Regions from separate parts of the Anser cygnoides genome. Here region 2 is linked to region 1. A link is a contact called in public Hi-C data. All regions are on one chromosome and are shown on one strand. Each heading gives the region's core, a stretch centred on a gene start, on an enhancer-like site or on the middle of the called end of the contact. The rest is flanking DNA. Distances are from core to core; before and after follow the strand shown.

What was found. A called contact is a pair of places that touch in the nucleus more often than the background predicts.
Region 2: a Hi-C map of fetal liver shows a contact between it and region 1, with 1.8 times the contacts expected there. The contact joins the promoter of SZRD1 here to the enhancer-like site in region 1. A contact is called at or near these places in 5 of 7 Hi-C or Micro-C datasets (fetal liver, granulosa cells and liver).

Annotation. Positions count from the first base shown.
Region 1 is chr23:936,499-942,955 of Taihu_goose_T2T_genome, forward strand. FBXO42 (F-box protein 42) reads right to left here. Exons shown (of 10, transcript XM_066982123.1): 5 at 1,585-1,738; 6 at 447-557. Among named protein-coding and RNA genes, the nearest start is that of CPLANE2, 10 kb to the left of the region's middle. Within about 2 kb of position 4,078, at least 1 of the 3 cell types and tissues checked has open chromatin away from gene starts, as enhancers often do. A contact at or near this core is called in fetal liver, where this site is marked.
Region 2 is chr23:983,830-989,934 of Taihu_goose_T2T_genome, forward strand. It overlaps SZRD1 (SUZ RNA binding domain containing 1), which reads left to right and starts at 2,160. Exons shown (of 4, transcript XM_066982129.1): 1 at 2,160-2,294. The coding sequence starts at 2,244. LOC106040171 (a long non-coding RNA gene) reads left to right here. Exons shown (of 4, transcript XR_007158458.2): 2 at 110-250; 3 at 420-548; 4 at 728-841.

The DNA of each region.
Region 1 (6,457 bases), core at 2,828-5,327:
GAGGTGAAAGGTGCAGCAAGCCAGCAGGCAGAGCCCGCAGCGGGCCGGCAGCGAGCACCAGCCCAGCGGTGCGCGAGGGCAGGCAGGGTGAGCAGCCAGGATGATCTCAGACTCCTCTGATCAACGCACGGATCTGCACCCGCCTGTGACCTTCCCACACGCCTTACCTCCTCTCGGCTGCCCCAGTTCAGGGCCCTGCTCTGAGAGGCGCTGGCAGCGCTGAGTCACGCTGCGCTGCACAGACAACCACGGCGGCACGCTTATCTGCAGCCCGGGCAGTCGCACCGAGCTGCTGGTGCTGACTGCTGCACAGGGATCCTGCTGAAAAGGGGTCTCGCAGCCCAGCCCCTCGGAGGTTTTTTCTTTCTGAACTGCTCTCCCACGGCCACCACAACACACTCCTTGCTCGCAGGAGAACTCGTCAGACACCTTCACTCCACGCTTACATTTGCCGAGATCCCAGTGAGCCTCCGAAGACGATCATTTTGTCTTCGATGACACAGGAGGAGTGTCCTGCCATGGGAGGGGGGCCATGGGTGGTCACGATGCAGTTCCACCTGGGGGAAAAGGGAAGAAGACATTCAGCACCGGGTCAGAAAGGATGGTCCTGGATGAATGGCAAAATGAAAAATCCCACGGGCCAGCAAAGTCCTCGAGAAAGCATTACAGAGGAAAACCTCAGGGAAAACCGACAAAGATCCAAATAATAACGAAACTAATTAGAAATACTAATGTGCTCAACATTTTTAAAACATGACAAAGTCACAAGGCCAAGTTGGAAATATCGCCCCTTTCAATTAAGTTTGCCCTGAATTATTTCCAACGCAGTTTAATTACAGCGTTCTAACGACACTGCCCAGAAGTGCATCGGATAATTGACACTTTTGATGATTAAAAGTTCTCAATGAAAGAGGAGCAAGAACCTTCGCTGCTTTGATACAGCATTTGCTCCTTTCTCACACAAGCATCAGTGAGAAAGCGTGGTCTAAAATCAGCTGGATGCTGTTTGAAGGGAAAATTCCTGCCACCTCCTCGCTCGCTGCTGGAGCTGCAGAGGCAGAAAGTTTTCTACAACAGCACACAGACACCTGCTTTATCGCCTGTCCCCTGTATTTCGGATCACCACCAAAAAGTGAAACCTCCAGGAGCTAAGGCTTTCTCCCTTACTTTCCTCAGGCAGACCTCAAGCTCGCAGCCAGACGAGTTACGCGCTGGGAATATTCGCACCCAGATTTCCGCCCGCCCCGAAGATGTTCCAAAGAGCACCGGGGTGGTGCTGGCAGGCTTTCGGTCCAAGTCCAGAGCAACACGGAAGCGAGCACCACCCAAGAGGTGTCAGACAGCAGTGCGTGCGAGTCTCCGGGCCCGAGCAGCGATGCCTTGCCTTCTTTTTGTTTGAAAGGGAGCCTCGCGGACACGCCGGGCTCAGCCACACCTTGGCACCCACGAACGCGCGCAGCTCCCCTGTCCCTCCCAGCCAGTCCCGGCGGGCCTCCGGAGACACCTCGGGCAGCTCTCCAGCTGCGCCGCAGACACTTTTTCCAGGGCTCAAAGCCCGTGCTTCGAATCCAGAGGTTCTCTTACCAGTTTTTGGAGGGCGAGTACGTGTGGATTTCATCGAAGAACCTCTCCGGCTGGTGCAGAGGGTAAGGGCTCGGCCGCGTCCACCCACCGAACAGCACGAGCAGGTCCTTGTAGACCACCAGCGTGGCGCCAGCCTTGGGAGAGGGGTACGAACCTGGGCAGGGACGGAAAAAGGGACGGTTAGGAAGCCACGCTTGAACACAGGCATCAAACCCTTCAGGAATTTTACCAAAGTGAGGCGACGTGGAGGCTCCACCTTTGAAAAAAAGCAGCAAAGAAGGCAAAATTAGAGTTGGGAGCCTGGGAAGAAAACTACTGCCAATTTGTGTCATTGTAATTAGTAGGAGCCTGAAAGCACATTTCATGTATGGCAAAACATCTGTCAGTCACTGGCAGGAAATTACTAGCTTTCTAACATATCCCTTTAAATTATTGCTTTAGCACTGAATAAAAGCAATAATTACCTCCAAATACCTACTAACTTCTCCCCAAGGACGGAGTGAGAATGAATACTAATTCTAACACATCCGGCGCTGCTCGTGGCAGATCGCTTGGGAGCTCCGAGGCGGCAGCAGAAACCCAATCCCGTTTTCTCAAAGCGGCACAGCGAAACCCAGAGCGCTTTGCCGCGGGAGTTATCAGCCCCTCCCCGAGTTCGCACAAGGCAGCGCTCCTCCAAAAATTATCGAGGGACTTTCGCCCATCCGGCCGGAGGCTTGGAAGGCTTTGCTCAGGCCAGGCACCTCCCGAGCAGGACCGCCGCGTGCAAAAGCGAGACGCGGCCTCCTGCTGTTGCGACGCCCTGTGCTCTGAAGGCACATCCCGAGGGTTTTCCCAGGCACTGATCTCACCTCTCGACCCACCGCCGGTGTGCTGCGAGCGCCCTGCCTGCAGTCCGTGCCCCGCATCTCTCCGATGATGGATCTCTCACTCGGGTGGCCCTTGGCTAGCTCAGGGCAGGAGCGACTTCAAGTGAAAAGCCTCTTCTCAGGGGCAGCTCTCAAAGGGCCTGATCCCTTTGAAGCTGTCAGAAAAGCAGCCGCGGTCCCACTGCAAAAATACAGCCCCCGCCTGCTCCAGCAGCCAGAGGAGCTGTGTTACCACCTCGCTGCAGCCTCAGATGTTGAAGTGGGCAGACACGAGCATCCCCCTTCCCGTGGCCATCACAGCAAGCAGGTTCCTCCCCTTCTGCAGGCACGCTTTCAGCTGACCCTGAGTATGTCACCTGAAAGCGTCACCCAAACCAGGGACGCGCGGGACCAGGGGCAACCCAAGGGCAAGGCTGCGCACGTGGCTGTAGGAGCACCGGCACCCTCTCCAAAAGGCTGAGATAACAAAGCGACTGCTCTTCTCTGATGTCCTAATAGGACCGGGAGAAGCATTTTTAGCAGGTAATGACATGCAGAACCGAGACTATTTTTAAAAGAAACCAGAGCAGCTATTTTAAGATGCTGCAGCTGAGAAAAGCGATTCGATTGTGATGGGTTCCAGGTGGTGGGTGGTAAAAGCCAAGCCAAAAAGCAACCCCCAGGCAAGCACAAAAGAGGCTCAGGGGCTTTGCTGCCACCTTTCTCTGGGGACAAAGTAGGTTTTGGTGCTGCTCTCGGGTGCTGCAGTTATGGGGGAAGAGGGGAATAAAGCTGTTCGGGAAACAATTGTTTTGCTAGGGCAGGTATGCAGCGTGGCCAGGACCGTACCCAACATCTCCTTAAAGACTGAGGTGCCAAGAGAGGGTCATGTTTGGTTACTTTTTGTTCCCAGCCAAATTCCAGACTTCCAGTTTTCCTGGCTGTGTGCAATTCATTAATCCACACCAGCAGGTTTCCAACCCAAGTATTTCCTTGGCAGAGCCTGAAAGTCGCTCTCCCAGGCTTGGCATGGCAAGCTGATTGCCAGAAAAGTTTCTACCTGACTTGGAGAGAATAAGCTGGCTGGCTGCGTATTCCCTTACCCACCACTCTGCTTATCCGCCCAGGACATCACAAGACAGCACGGGGGCACGCAGCGGGCCGGTGCGTGGGTCTGTCTGCAGCAGGGACACCAGTGCGATGCAAAAAGTGCTGGTTTTAAACTGGGACAGGAGTTGGCCTTAAACAGACGGCTTGGCTAGAATCGTCCCCGTGCAGGTCGGGCTGGGGTCAGGGGGACAGCCCAGCGCCGTGCTCGGGCTGCCGGGCAGTGAGAAATGCCGCCTTCCTCCTGCTGCAACCTGAAGGGCAGCCCCTGCCTCAGACACCGAGATGGTTCCCAAAGGAGCCAACAACAACCATGTAAACAGCCCCAGGCAGAGGCTAGCCCTGGTTTTTCAGGAAGCTTGGCCTATTATTGGACGCTGTGCGGGTGTAAATGAAGGCAGAGTTTCGTTCTGCTAGGCAGGAAAAATCTCGATTTCACAAGCCAAAGGAAGAGCTGGCCTCTCGCAGCCTCTTCCCGCGCGGCGACCAGACGGCCGCGGCATGCACAGGGCTTCAAAGGGGCAGGCACTGCGGGGCGGCGCCTGCCCCGGCTCCGGAGCCATGTCCTGGGGCCAGCCCCGAGCTCTGCTCCACGGGTGGAGCGCGCAGAAACGGGGCAAATGTCGCAGCGCGAGGTGGCTCTCTGCAAGGCGGCTGTGCTGAATGCCTGTCCTATACAGGTGCCTTAACTGCGTTGATCTTGTGTTCAGCCAGAAACGTGCACCAGGGTGGCTGAAACCTGGGGAAGGAACACTGGAGCATGAACACCGCTGCCTTATCTCTAAGGCACGCAGGAGCTGCTGGGTGCTGCTGCCAGCGAGCCCGGAGCTAACAGCAGCCTCGTGCGTACGCAGGCGATGCACAAAAGCGATGGCAGGATAAAAATGTTTGCAACGTGACCACGCACGGGCACTGACTGCAAACAGAACTGCCCGAGCAGCTGTCGGGGGGCTCCAGTAAACCCCGCTTAGCTTTGTAGCAACAGCGGACGGTGCTCAAACCCGAGGCTTGTAGCTTGAGGTTTAAAGTGATACAAAAGCAGCTTTGGTAGAAGTTGGTGTCTGAGCACAGCTCCATTCCAACTCGCTGCCACCTTCCCACCAAGCCCAGGAGGGGCAGGAGCACCTCGAGGGGTGCAGCGGCACGGGGCAAGGCAGCGAGGAGGAGGAGGAGGGGGTGGAGGAGGAGGAGGAGGGGGAGGAGGTGGTGGTGGCGGCAGAGGCGGCCGCAGCCTTTGTGACTTCAGGTCTCAAGTATGCGGAGCGCGGAGACAGGTACGGCACCAGCAACATCAAAGGGACACGGCTCCACTTCCCTGGGCCCCGCAGCCACTCGCTCAAAGTCCGAGCTTCAGAGGCCGGCCGCGCGGCGGTTCAAAGGCTGGCAGCGACGTATCCGACAGGAGGGCTTCCTCCTCTTGGGGCTGTCACCAACTGCTCCGAGCGCTCTGCTATTACACTTGCAAACGAAACGGCTTCTGTGAAATGAAACGGCTTCTGTGCCTTGCCGTGGTCCGAAGTACGGCAGCGCCTGCAGGAGGGCATCGCTTGCTAACTGCACCCGCTCCAACGGCCTCTTCGGTGGATGCTGCGGAGAGGCGCAGCGGGCTCTTCCCTGCTGAGCACAAAACGCGTTTCCAAGCTCCGCGCCCCGGTAACACCATCGAGCCCAGTATCAGATTATCTTTCCTTGGGGATAAGAATCCAAGCACGCAGAGGGTGCAGCACAATTAACTACTTCTGAGCACAGAGGGAACATCTCCCTTCAGCTGACGCTGTTTATTCGGTGGAGATGAGGAGTTAAAAGCCAGTCGAGCTATTTTTTCCAGCTGATGGATTTTCCTGGCTCACAAAGCAGATACATACTTTTCAAAAACAAACAAACAAAAAAGATCTCTGGCTTCCGTGGACGTGTGGAAGAGAAACGCCAGCCTCTGATCGCTTCTGACACGAGCTCTGAACGCTACCTATTTATGATATGTCCTTATAAGCATTTTTTAAAGCCCATTTATTCAGCCCTCTAATGCCACCGGAGCAGCACGCGCAGAGATCAGCAGCCACAAAAGAAAAACCTCACTCCAGGGGCACGCTAACACGAATTTCCAGACCAGCCTTTTACCTAAGTCAGGCACAGCCCCGAGCAACCCCAAAAAGAGGGCACGTAACAAACATCAAGCGGAGCTTAAAAGACAAAAATAAAAACGCAGGGAAAAGCTGCCGGGTGCCTGATGTGACGGGACTGCACAGATGAAAGAATTGGTTCAGAGCAGCACCAAATGGGGAAACGCTGCAGGAGAGGAGACGGAGTGAAGCCAGGTGTTCGCACCAGCTCAGGGGTGAGGGTAAGACATGGAAGGAGCTCTCGGGTGGCACGAGGGAGATAAAGTTTGTGGGAATTTTATTTGGGCAGACTCGGCTTTCTGGACAGATTAGAGGAGTGCTACCAACGATGGCTGGGGGCCGTAGCTGCCCGGCCTGACGGATTTCTCCAGCAGCCCTGGCTCCAGCAAGAGGATGCTCTTCTTGACGGGCTCCAGCGAGCCGACTGCAGTCATCCCGAGCTGATTCACTTTCCAAGCAGCGACGGGATAAACAAACACAGGCCCACAGCCCGGTTTCCAATTTCAAAGGGCAAGCTGAGAAATTAAAGCAAGCTCGTCCGGCAGCCAGGGCACTGCGCTGCGAAGGAAGCCAAGCCCCAGGTTCCAAAGCCGCCCACGGCCCGCGCAGAAAGCCGGGAGCAGGCCCAGGGCAGGCTCGGGGGGCTCGCAGCTGCCGCCCGCACCAGCGCCACGGGCAGCGTGGCCACAGCCCCGGGAACGTGGAAAAACCCTCCTCTGGAAGCTGGCCTCGCCCCGCCAGCAAGCTGCATTTGTTCAACAAATTACATCCCATTACACGGATGCACTTAATCTTGCA
Region 2 (6,105 bases), core at 910-3,409, 45 kb after region 1:
GCAGCTCGTGAATGGGGTGTCCTCCTGCCTGGAGTTCTGGGGAAGAGTTCCAGATTTGAGGTCGAAAGGAAAGTTTCTGTGACTCCCTGTCTGAACGTTTGTTTTTTAGGGTGCTGGAAGCGGCGTTCACTTCTGCAGCATGTGGATCTGCCCTCGGCAGACCCGCCCCCAGCTACCTTTGTGTCATTCAAGGCCCAGAGCAGTACGTCAGTGTGCCGAATAGCCCAGCTACAAGAGCTTAATTAACCAGGTTTTTCTTTTGGGAAACCCTAAAGGGTTTGAGCTGAAGTTATCCCACCTGCCACACGGGACATTTAAGAGTAGCAAGCACCCAGGACGTGGATGTAAAGCGATATAAATAAGTACGACAGGAAGATGCCACAGGCCCTCAGGTGAGTTTCTGTCCTCTCAACACACAGATTAACTCAGATGCACCTCTACGCCAGCCTCCCCAAAGCCGGACCCTGGCCAGAGCTGCGTGCACCCTGGCGTTGTTGGGATTTGGAGGCACGGTGGTGGGAGCAGCACCGTAACCCCGCGGGGCTGAGGTAACGGCAGGGGGTTCGGGGCTTTGCTGGAACCCCTGGCACCATGCAGGCTGCTGTGGGTGGGCTGGTTCCCCCACGGAGCCACCGGCGGGACTCGTGGCCTCGTGGTCCTTTGGGCGTAGGGCGAGTGCCGGGGGGCTCGCAGCGGGGGGATCACACCATGCTCGTGCCTCCCCCAGCCCCCTCCTTCCCTCCTGGCTTTGCGGAACAGATCTGCTAAACACCAGGTTGGTGCTTGGTCGGGGGGCGCAGCCGCGGGCTGTGGGGATGACATGCGTGCCGATGCAGTGACAGTCGCGTGGCAGTGGGTGCCCCCATCCCATCCCATCCCATCCCATCCCATCCCATCCCATCCCATCCCATCCCATCCCATCCCCATCCTAATCCTGATCCCAATCCCCAAGCCATCCCCATCCCAACCGCATCCCTTCACAATCCCATGCCAGATCCCAATCCCCAAGCCATCCCCATCCCAACCCCATCCCTTCACAATCCCAAGACAGATCCCAATCCCCATCTCAATCCCAACCCCAATTCCCATCCCATCCATCCCAATCCCAATCCCGATCACAACCCCCATCCCAACCCCATCCCATCCCAATCCCAGTCCCCATCCCATCCCAACCCCATCCCATCACAATCCCAATCCCAATACCCAACCCATCCCCATCCCAAGCCCATCCCTTCACAATCTCAAACCAGATCCCAATCTCCATCCCATCCCAATCCCGATCCCAGTCCCTATCCCATCCCAACCCCATCTCATCACAATCCCAGTCCCGATACCAATTCCAATCCCAATCCCAATCCTGATCCCAATCCCCATCCCCTCCCATCCCATCTCATTCCCATCCCATCCTGATCCCAATCCCCATCCCCATCCCACCCCATCCCTATCCCCATCCCGATCCCCATCCCATCCCCACCCCATCCCCTCCCAATCCCAATCCCAATCCCCACCCCATCCTCATCCCCTCCCATCCCATCCCCATCCCGATCCCAATCCCCACCCTGATCCCAATCCCCATCCCATCCCCATCCCTTCACAAGCCCAAGACAGATCCCGATCTCAGTCACCATCCCATCCCCATCCCGATCCCAATCCTGATCCCCATCCCAATCCCCATCCCCTCCCATCCCATCTCATTCCCATCCCATCCTGATCCCAATCCCCATCCCGATCCCAATCCCCATCCCACCCCATCCTGATCCCAATCCCCATCCCACCCCATCCCTATCCCCATCCCGATCCCCATCCCATCCCCACCCCCACCCCATCCTCATCCCCTCCCATCCCATCCCCATCCCGATCCCAATCCCCATCCTGATCCCAATCCCCATCCCATCCCCATCCCTTCACAAGCCCAAGACAGATCCCGATCTCAGTCCCCATCCCGATCCCCATCCCATCCCCACCCCAATCCCAATCCCAACCCCATCCCTATCCCCCCCGCTCCTCCCGCCCGCCAGGGGGCGCCCTCTCCCCTCCCCCGCACGTGGCCGCCCGTCCCCTCCCACCGCGCACGCGCCGCTCCCCCCCCCGCCCTCTCCCCAGCGGCGCGCGCGGGCGCGGGCCGGCAGGGGGGGTGTGCGCAGGCGCGCTGCCGGGCGGCGGGGTGGGGAGGGAGGCGGCGCGCGCATGCGCCCTGCTCCGTGTGGCGGCGGCGGCGGCGAAGGGGGGGGGGGGGCGCTAAGATGGAGGACGAGGAGGTGGCCGAGAGCTGGGAGGAGGCGGCCGACAGCGGGGTGAGCGCGGGGAGCGGGCCGGGACCGGCCGGGGGGGGGGCGGCGAGGCGGGGGGGACCGGCAGGGACCGGCGGGGGGCGGCTGGGGCTGGGGGTGGCGGGGGTGGAGGGGACGGGAGCGGCCCCCGGCCCCTCGCGGCCGCCCCCCTCAGGGCAGCGGGCCGGGAACGGCTCCTGGGGGGGGGGGGGTCCCGGGCCCTGTCCCGGGAGCCGCGGCCTGGAGCCTCAGCGCTGCTCCTGGCCCGGCACCGCTCGTCCTCCCCGTCCGTCCTCCCCGGCTGCGCTTTGCGCGTGCTCTTAAAGCCCTCGGGAGGGGATCTCCGGGCCTCGTCCTTCCCCGGTCCCCTCTCAGCGAGCCCAGACCGCGAGGCGAACTCGTCGGCGCTCCCGCGGCTCGGCAGGCTGCTCGGGGAGCCGCCGCCACGCCTGCAGCTGCTTCTGCAGTTGTCCGGGGTTTGGGCGCCTGCGAAAGCGCTTAGAGCGCAGAGAAAGCCGAGCCGTCTCCAGCAGGAGTTATTATTATGCAAGAGGAGAGATGGATGCTGCCTTCTGGCAGCCGGGATATTTTAGAAAGGTCATGCTTCGGAGCTGCGGCTCGCAGGAAGGGGACCCTCTGCTGCTGCTGGTGGCCGCAGGAAGTTAAGAGCCAGCCGGGATGGACCCGCGCAGGGGTGAGCCTGCTCCCGCCTGGCGTTTTGCCTCAAGCAGGTGGGTGCTCGCGCAGGCTGGGCACCGTGGGCTCTCCGAGCTGCTGCAGCAATCAAAGGTATGGGAGGCTCAGCAGAGAGACTCAGAGAAGAGAAAGGGGAAGGGAGCACAGGAAGAGGCTCGGCTGTAGGGCAGACAGTGTGACTGATGTTGCTCGTTAACGGTTGAAAGTTACGAGGCACACCTGCCTTTCTTTGTGGAAAACCTGCTGCAGTTAGCAGGCAGGGAAGCCTGAGTGCAGCCTTAACGAGGTGGATCTTCTGTTGAAAGGGTGAGGAAAAACTGTGTGCAAGAGCTGGCCTGATGCTGTAATCACGGTATCGTTCTTGTTGTTTTAAGGAGTTTCCTTTGTGCTTTTTTCCACCTCTGTCTTACCTGGCATAGATCTGAGGTGGATCCCAACTCAGAGGCGCGAGATGTGGCAGCCGCGGTGCAGAGGAAGGTGCAAGAAAACACTGAAGATGAAAGCTGGCGTGCCAAGGAGCAGCTTTGAGCACATCCCCTTGTCCTAACGCTATACGCAGTTGAGATCTGAGCAGTCAGTTCTCAGACCCCTCAGCACACGTGTACGCAGGAGAAAGGTAGTGAAAGAGATCCATGGTGGGCTTCTGAGACAAGCTGCCTCCTTTCTTGGCAGTAAGCCACCAGGAGGGCACTGTGTGGAGCAGAAAGGCTGCTGACATTTTCAGCACTCATCCTTCCCCGTGTGTGTGTGGTTTTTGGTGCTGGGCTACCGGCAGCTGCTCTAGGCGCTGAGGAAGGTGGCTCTCAGCAAGAGGCATTCTGGGGCTGCTGCGCACGCTGTGGTCTCCCTAGTTATTATGTCACCGCAGGTAGCTTTTGGGGATTTGCCTGTCAAAACAAGCAGCACGGCGATCTTAATCGGTAGAAGGGCGCCCTCTGAATGGGGAAAGCCCAAGAAACCTGGCACAAAACCTGGCACACCTCCTCCTTTGGACGTGGTTGGTCAAAAGAGCTCCGCGACCAGTTCTCGTTCTTTAACGTGGCTTCTCTCTGTCTTCCATTTTTGTACCAGCAGAATTACCCGGTGCTTGCCAGAAAGATGGAGCTTCTTGTTTGGCGTGTGCCACCCCCGAGTGACCGCACGCTAAGCAGCCGCCCCCAGCTCCCGTGGCTTCATCTACCCGGGCGCTGTGCAGGCGCAGCAGGGTGGACGTGGGGTTCTGCCTGCCAGGCTGCTGCAGCAGAGCTCCGTGGGGCTGGTAGAGCTGGCTGAAAGGGCTCTGTGCTAGGCAACTGCCTGGCGTACGGGTGTTTGAAACGTCTGGGAAACAGAGAGGTTTTGCTCGTCAGTGAGCTACAGACAGAGAACCGGTGTGTGAGTAACGAGTGAGCTGTCCAGGAGACCCGTGGCAGGGTCAGGAGCAAAGTGTGAGGCTTCAAAGACCCGGTCTGGGTTAGTAAGCACTAATGGGACTTAATGCGTGGCTCGGTTCTCTTTTGTGTGGCTTACCTGGCTTTAGGGAAGAGGGAAATCACAAATGGGAGGTGTATTTGTTACACCTGAGCCTGTTTACCAGGTTAAACTAATAATTAAGCTCCAGGTGGGAAGCTGCGCTCCAGCGCTGGGGTGGGAGCCCAGTGGCCGGGGATCCCAGAGGTGACGCACGGCCCCACGTCGGTGCTCCTCAGCTGCCTTCATCGCCGGTTCCTGTCACAAAAGCACAGCCAGCTAGAGTCAGAGCCTGTCAATATTGTCTTAGTAACTTACCTCGAGTCGGAATAAGATGTTAGGCTGACAAGAAAGTCATTCCACGTGATTTTCTGTGCCCGGCCTGCTGTCAGGCCCCGTGCAGGGCAGCTGGCTCCCACCTCCTGCCCAGTACAGCTTGCCCCGCTGCGGGCCGGGGCCGGGATCCTGCACCGTGCTGCTCCAGGGGAAGGAGCAAACCCCGTGCCCGCTGCTCGGGGAGGATGTGGGCTTTGTCCCTTGTGTGCGTGGGGATTGGCATCTGCTCATGCTGCTGTGCTTCTGGAGGACCTGAGGCTCACAGGAAACCCTGTTGCTGCCGCCTCTGATCAGGTTGGTGCGCAAGCAGCAGGCAGAAGCTGGGCTTCCTGCTTTGGATTTCACCCTTCAGCGAGGTGAATCGGGGCTTGGAAAGGGCTGAATCTGGGTTTTGGCTGCCGTCGCTTCAAGTTGCTAAATGCGATCAAAGTACACAAGTCAGAAGGGAAAGATTTCGGAGCACGAAGCTGTGACCTCTGGTCTGTGAAGCCTGCGAGCTTCTTGTGTGATCAGGGGAGAAGTCAGCGGGGTTTCGGCACCCTTCCCGTCCAGGGCTGTGCCCTGGAGGAAAGCCCTGAGGGTGACTGCCGATTCCCGGTGTCGGGAGGAGCACCGGGAGGATGGGTTTTGACACCGTGGGCTACGGTGATTTTTGTAAATTATTTACTAAATATTTGCTTTAGATGTTTGTAACTGGCCCCAAAATCTCCTAAGCTAGGAAACGAAAGCTTGTTTCTGCCGCCTCTGCCTTGCTCAGGCAGAGGCAGCCTGACAAGAGGCGACGCTGGGAGGCTGGGAAGGAGCAAGCACCAAATGCCACGAGGTGAGCGTCTGCCGTGGGATGCTTCTGTGAGCCCTGCGAGGGCTGCCTGAGTCACCAGGGAGCAGCCTCTGCTCCCTGCCCGTCGCAGCAGCGTGACCTTGGCGAGCATCTGGCCCTGCTGCCTGACCCCGTTTGTGGGTGCAGGAGGCACGGGTGGCCTGGGCGAAGAGGTGCGGTGTGATGAGCCGGCGTCGAAATGCTGCCGCCCCTGTCTGAGGCCGCTGTGCGGAGCGGGAGGCCGGGCCTGCCGCTGGGAGAGCTGCGGAAGGCTTCTGCTAGGTTTTAGGCTCGTTTTTTTTTCAGATTGACTGAAATAAGTTCCGCGTCTGGGTCTGGGGAGCGGGTCCGCAGGGTGTCCGTGTGGCCAAGAGCTGAAGGCAGGGGAGGGAGAAGCTGCGGCCCTCTGAAATGCTTCCTCCCTGCCTCCATCCCGTGTTCGCACCGGGAATACCGCCTGGTGCCTGGCAGAAGAGGGGAGCCTTGCCAGGCCTGCTCCTAAAAATACCCCGGTGTCTGGTTCGTAGCTGTGGA